2 separate regions of the Lactuca sativa genome follow, and region 1 is linked to region 2. Evidence: chromatin contacts called from public Hi-C data. All regions are on one chromosome and are shown on one strand. The core of a region is the stretch at or near the end of the contact, and the rest is flanking DNA. Distances in the headings are between cores, read along the strand shown.

What was found. A called contact is a pair of places that touch in the nucleus more often than the background predicts.
Region 1: a contact with region 2 is called in a Hi-C map of leaf, with 4 times the contacts expected there. The contact joins the promoter of LOC111896946 here to the promoter of LOC111896908 in region 2. A contact is called at or near these places in 2 of 4 Hi-C or Micro-C datasets (both in leaf).

What each region holds. Positions count from the first base shown.
Region 1 is chr1:88,846,889-88,850,364 of Lsat_Salinas_v11, reverse strand. LOC111896946 (transcription factor bHLH62) reads right to left here and starts at 1,434. Exons shown (of 8, transcript XM_023892920.2): 1 at 296-1,434; 2 at 1-203. The coding sequence starts at 1,192.
Region 2 is chr1:88,663,287-88,667,031 of Lsat_Salinas_v11, reverse strand. LOC111896908 (ras-related protein RABA5c) reads right to left here and starts at 1,997. Exons shown (of 2, transcript XM_023892876.3): 1 at 1,521-1,997; 2 at 715-1,211. The coding sequence starts at 1,854. The coding sequence ends at 892.

The sequences.
Region 1 (3,476 bases), core at 185-2,684, 180 kb before region 2:
TGACCTCTTCTTGCTCGGACATGAATGTAGTCCTTCGGTGGCTCTGGTAGTTTTGCTGTTTCCTTCGTTTGCTTCTGATTCCCATTCCCATTCCCTTCTACCTTTTCCTTTTCCTTTTCCTTTTCTTTTTCTGTAGCATTACCTTCTTCATCCGACCTGCTTCTTTTTGCATCTGATTCCTCTTTTTCTTGTTCTACCACAGTCTGAAACAGAACAAAAAAAAGGTCTTTAATTTACAGAATTTCTTAAATATCAAAATTGGTTGTCGTGAAAGAGAAGAATTGAATGAATTTACCGTGGTGTCTTTTGTAGATTGAGCGCTGAATTGGGTTTCTTTTCCTTTCCCCTTCGGAATTGCCTTTCTCTTTCTGCCATTGGAACTGGTATGTTGACCTTTAATTCCGGTTTCCCCACCAGGGATCTGTTCGGATAAGGATGATTCCTCCATGGAATTATCCAATTCCTTGTTTTCTGAAGTCAACGACATGGATAACCTGCTGAATTTCTTATCAGAAGCCGGAATTGGAGTTCCAGTTCCTTCTTCTTGAATTCCCACGAACTGAGATCCAGTAGTCTTGAACGACTGATTACTTGACACTCTTGACAATTTTCCTGATTCCACCATATGGGGGAATTCGGATTCTTTCACCCCAAAATTCTTCCCACCAAAGCAAGAGAATCTGGCTGCTCTCTCGACAAATCCAGGATCTGCAGGGAAAGGGGCCAATGGTAATTGATGATTCCTGGGAATTGGCAAATTCCCTTGAATCTGATGATGATCCATTATTGACAAATTGAGCTTCGGTGGCGAATTCAATGGAGTATTGTAGCATGACGTGTTGGCGCTATTGTTTCCTTGTATACAAGACTGAGGTGAAATCTCCCCAGAATTACATATGCTTCCTAATCTACCAATCAATTCCCTGAGCACCACGTTCTCACCTCCACAACTCGGAATTGGGATTCCAGGATGCGAATTCACTGGAGATGAGACAATGGAACTCAAGGCAGATTCAAAGGGATCGCTCTGATCCATTGAATTATCCCAATTGCGATTGAAAAAGCAATTGGGAATCTGTTCGGAGCTACAATTCATTTCGCTAACTTGACTTTCAATTTCCATTCCGAAGACTGAATTCCAGGCGTGTGGAATCCCATTACCTTCAGTGCTAAAGAAGCTATCTTTTTCCATATTTGAAATAAGTGATCTGAATTTGTGATTGGTATTATCAAAATCCCAAAATGGGTGTCTGATTTTGGGGGAATTAAGAAAGGGAGATTGGAAACTTAATAATGTTGTTGGTTCTTGGAAGTCACTCAAGTCGAGTATGTGAAAGATAAAGGGGTTGTGTTGGAGAGCAGTTGGGTAATAACAGAAAAGCAGAAAGAAAAAAAAGGGGAAGAAAGTTGGAAAAAGATGGGGAAGGAAAGTGAAGAGGAAGCAATAAACAAAAGATTAAAAAAATAAAGAAGATGTCCCTTTCAACTTTCTTTTTTATTCAAATATAATAGGGTTAATGATATTACTAGCTAACAAAATATTTGAGATTTGTTTATCAATCATGCAAGGATTAATTATATTCGATAAAGCTCTAAACATTAAAAAAGTTTTAATGTTTGCAATATAAATACGACATCTTAAGTGGCTCCAACATGTCATTTTAATTTTTTTTCTAATGAGATATAACACTAACACATTACTTGTAAAAAAATATTTAGCAATCAAAGTTTTGATTGGGTCCAATGCAACAATAAATATTATGGGTGACAATCATGTAGTGTTCGGGTTAACATGTCATAAAAACTAAAACCGGACTTATATAAATATATATGTCGTCTTGCTCAAAGTTAACTCGGAATATTCTTAACATGTTAACCTGCATAACTCATTTAATTATACGAGTTTGTAGGTTCGTGGGGTCATATCCGTGTTCATAAGTCAGATTCAAGTTCACAAATCATGGGAAAAAAATCTAAATTTACGGATGTACTTGTTAGTCATACTCTTTAATTTATGTAATACATATATTTTTTACTTTTTTTTAAAACTAATAAAATAAGCGGGTTCATGGATCAACCCGAAAAATTATTTGCAAACCCAAAAACCATCTGTATAATAAATGGGTTGGTGAGTCAGAAAACTCAACCCAACCCTTTTTAGGCTGGGCGGATTCGTGGCATCATCTGCCGAACGCCACATCAGAAAAATGGGGGGAAGAAGCTCGGAAGAAGAAGAGACGGAGAATAGGAGGGGTGATCAGCCGAGTGAGGAAGAAGGATGAGACTCGACACATTTATATCGAGTTTGACCACTCAACTCATATATTTCCCCTTTTTTAATCTAATAAAATAAGCGGGTTCATGGATCAACCCGAAAAATTATTTGCAAACCCAAAAACGACCTACATAATAACTGGGTTGGCTAGTCAGAAAACTCAACCCAACCATGTTTAGACTAGGCGAAGTCATGAAAGCATCTGTCGAACGCCACATTAGAAAAATGGGGGGAAGAAGCTCGGGAGAATAAGAGAGGGAGAGGAGGAGGGGCGGTCTGCCGAGTGAGGAAGAAAAAAGGAGGAAGAGGGGAGGAAGAAGAATGAGGACACATTTCTATCGATTTTAGCTACTCAACTCGTCATGCCGAGTTGGTGGCCTAGTGTTCACCAAGTCCAAATCAGGTTTTGTTGAGGAAGACTGAAGCCACTCCGACAAACCTTATATTTATGTCGGGTTCGTAGCTGGTCACAGGTCTTGTCATGAATTGTTGCAATGCTAATCATCAATAAAATACATCTCTTCTTGATTAGTAACTTTAATACCATCACAATCTCATAAGAAAAGTTTAGGCTAAGAATATCACATGACACATCACCTCCGTTTCAAGAATAAAAATACAAACAAATGGGTATTTTTGTAGGTTTTGGACATCTAAAAATTACGGCGTTTGATAATTTTCCTATAACAAACCGGATAAATAACTTCATATATAAATTTAATCATAAAACAAATTATATTTAATCATAAAATAAAATACATATCATAACCAAATAAATTATATCAGATTGTTTACATTTACATTTAATATAACAAAATTTAAATGTAAAAAAAGAAAATTATATTTAATCATAAATTATATATATCATAAAATTTATATTTATATTTATATCATAAAATAAAATTTATATTTATATGTAGGATAAATTGTATTTAATCATAAATGTTTAGGGTTTTATTAAACCTACTAGTTTATAACCCGTGAAAACCACGGTTATAAAATTAATTAAACTTTTATATTAAAAAATCAAAATTATTAAACAATTATTTTAAATAAATTATTACTTAAGAGATATTTTTTACTTATATAAAATTATAATCGTTGATTTAAATAATTACGTGAATTTATATCACCTTATAATTTGTATTAATTTTATTTTATTTTTTAATTTAATGTTATTAACTTAATATAATTAGAGTGA
Region 2 (3,745 bases), core at 748-3,247:
AATCTTTTAAGAGATCAGAGTGGGAGGGAAAATGGACGCACAGAAAGAGAAGCGGAAAAAAAGTTTTCGAAAAATTAGCGTATATCCAAAACCTGCTCTTTTTTTTTATATATATTTAGATACGACTCATTCTTTTAAAAATTAAGAGGCTATGACAATGAGAGATAAAAATTAGGAGGCTAGTATATGCTCTTAATCTCTTAATTAAAAAAATTAAGAGACTACCACACGACCTTTAATATATCTAATTGCAATGACATAATACATGTCTTTGAGCATGGACAGAACCTTGTCGAACATTACCAACTCTTTGACTTCTCCAATGAGACATCTCTTAAGATTTCTATCATGCTCTCACTCTTGATGTTTTTAAAATGATAATTATTGTTTTCAAGGTAATATAATTTTTTTCTTAATCTAGTTTTATTTTAATATTTTTTTTATTTAATGTTATGTATACCCATTGTTATTGTTGTTTAATTTAGAATATTGGTCTTTTCGACATTTTCAATTATTTAAAAGATAGTTTTCCAACCTTTTATATAACAAATAATGATTTTAACTTTTTAATTAACAAATAATGATGTTTAACCTTTTAATTAACAGATGAAGATAATTAATAAAATCTAAATTTATCACTTTTTTGTTATTAAAAATGAATAAATAAACATTCTCAAGCAATTAAAATGCTTTCAGTTAAGTTTTTGGATGTGATGAACAAAAAATTCAAATTAATGTAGATACATAAATAGATATATAATTATATATGCAGTTTGTCAAATCAACATGGTTAAAAAAACAAAAAAAAATGGCAAATTTTACCATTCACGTAATAAAATCCAACAAAATAAATTTAATTTCGAAAAATAATCAAGAAAAGAATACGAAAAATCAAGAACAACAAGAGTATCTGGTTTGATCTTGCTTAGATCCAGCATCACCATCATTTGGAAGAGTGACCCTGTTTAAAGATAACTCGGCTTTATATGAATCTGAATTCAAAACTTTTCTGCTAACATTGTTGTAAATCTCACGAATCACCATTTCAAAAGCTGTTTTCACATTTGTTGAATCGAGTGCTGATGTTTCCATGAAGAACAATCCGTTTTTTTCTGCAAGGTTCTTGCCATCTTCAACAGACACAGCTCTGATGTTGTTCAGATCGCATTTGTTTCCCACTAACATTCTTGCCACTGTTGTCTCTGAATGAGCTGCATTATAAGGAATGAAATCTGTTAAAGGAATTGGAATTTGAAATTGGATATGACAAATTCAGGATTTGAACTGGAAGATCCCAAATTATGAATCCAATCAGAGTTTTTCTACATGGGATTAAATCACATCACCTCAGATTCATGTGATCATGTCCATAAGTGTTCAAATTCAGTCAAAAACATTTTCAAAACACTTGTATGCATCTCGATCTAGCTAGAAACGATTCAAATGAATTGATCCAAAGCACATAATGAACGAATTAAGCTAAAGCAAAACGAGATCAGATCGTAGTAAATTAAACTCACTATTGAGCTCCTCGAGCCATCGGGAGACGCTATCGAATGTGGTGCTCCGGGAAATATCGTAAACAATTAGGGCACCAACGGCACCACGGTAGTAAGCGGAGGTGACTGCACGGAAGCGTTCCTGGCCTGCGGTGTCCCAAATCTGAGCCTTGACCTCCTTCCCGTCGATTTCCATGCTCTGAGTTTGAAACTCGACTCCGATTGTAGCTTTGGAATGCATATTGAACTCATTTCGAGCGTAACGAGATAGCAGGTTTGATTTTCCGACTGCTGAGTCTCCGATGATGACTACTTTGAACAAGTACTCCTCTCCTTCGTCGTCCGATGAGTCCATTTTTGTGGAGTTGTGATCTGTTGGTGAAATTAAGAAAGATTTGGGGTTTAATTGTTTGATTGAATTTGTAATTTTGTAGTTGTGATTCTGATTTGGGAGGGTGGACAGCAAGAAACGGTTGAAGAAAGGCTGGCAGAGTTGCAGAGACAGAGATGCTTTTATTATTGGACCCCATTTTCGGCCGCCAAATTACTCAAAAAAATTATAAAGAAAAAAGAAAATGCAAATTTCCTCCATATGATATTTAATAAAATATTTTTAATTTCACAAGAAGTCAATCTTTCACCACTATTTCGTTCTATATTTGTTACTTTTCAATAAAAATGCTATACATAAAAGATATTAAAAAAAAAACACCACTAACAATGAAAGATAATCCCAATTGGAATGAGGTATGAGAGGTAATGATGTGGTCGTGTTTTTTTTTTTTTTTTTTTAAATATATATTTTATTATATACCTCTTCTATTTTATTCTAATTGGAATTACCAATGAGTTTGCTATTATAATGATAACGTGTAAATAGGAGAATAGAAAATTAAGTCATGTTACTTCATCAAGAAGCATAGAATAACACAGAGAATAAAACATAATACTAAACTAAACAAATAAAGTGTTTCAAATTAAATTAAACACAAATAGTTTTCCAAACAACTTAAAAACCCAATTGTTATCTACCATTAGAAGCCTTAGACTCTACCAAGATACCATCGGATCCCTTCTCACTCTTGTCCATTGAAATCCTAAACAAGAATCCTCACATTCTCATATACATTTTACCACATTTAGTTATCTATGTATTTCTCATATGATTAGCATTTTATGCAACTCTCAATTTTGTGTTATCACAACATAAATACCAATTGGGTTATAATACTAATTGTTTTCCTTACTATGAAAGATAAAGTTTTTCATTAATCATTTAAATGGTAGATCCACGATATAAGCTTCAATGACTCCTTCGAATAGTTCATTGGGATGAGTTGTTTTCGACATTTTTGGGATCATTTGCATGACAAAGATTGATGTAAAAAATTTAATACATCCGAGAGCATATAAGATATTGTTGGTAATTCTAATATCCAATAATGATTTATGTGAGCTAACATTTATATTTGATGTTGTGAAAATGTCAGTTGGGTTCCTTTATGATGTTACCTTCCAAATGATCGATCGGATACATCAAGTAGCGTGACACAACGCCATGAATCCAATCGAAAAAATTATGTTCAAGCCTAATGTTATAGATGAACTTTATGAAGGCTATCCATTAACAAGCTTATGGGGCCTATGTAGATTGTTATGACGAGTGCTTGAATTTTTTTTGTCTTGTAGCGAGAGGCACCAGAAGTAATATTCATTAAAAAATTCACATAATTTACCAAAGGATATTATCTGTAGTTGAGACTTGAGATTGATCTAAAATGGGCTAGTTCCATGAAAAGTTTTTTATGTCTACATGTTCCAAAAATAAAATTAGTTAATGAATAATAAGAGGGCGTGAGAAAGGGTGCAAAATGGTCATTTTAGGTATTTAGATTTCGTTTGACTATTGTTAAAGGACTATCACGACAATAGTTAGAACATTTGAAAATATTGTGAAAATATGCATACTTTTGCTTAAATAGATTGTTACGATGAATGCGATACAATATAATTAATCGGACCCACGAAGAAATAGATCATTCAAATAAGATTTTTCAAAGTTTCATGAAAGATCTCCTAAAATATCTTCAAAATAGTCTAGGAGTACGTTCAAACAGACTTTATCATTAACTTCATTCTCACTTGGTTGAGCATATTTGATCAAATAGTGATGACGGATAAAAACATTACTACATTGTAATTTTTTTTTTCTTGCTATAATGAGAAACTATGATTTATGTACTAGT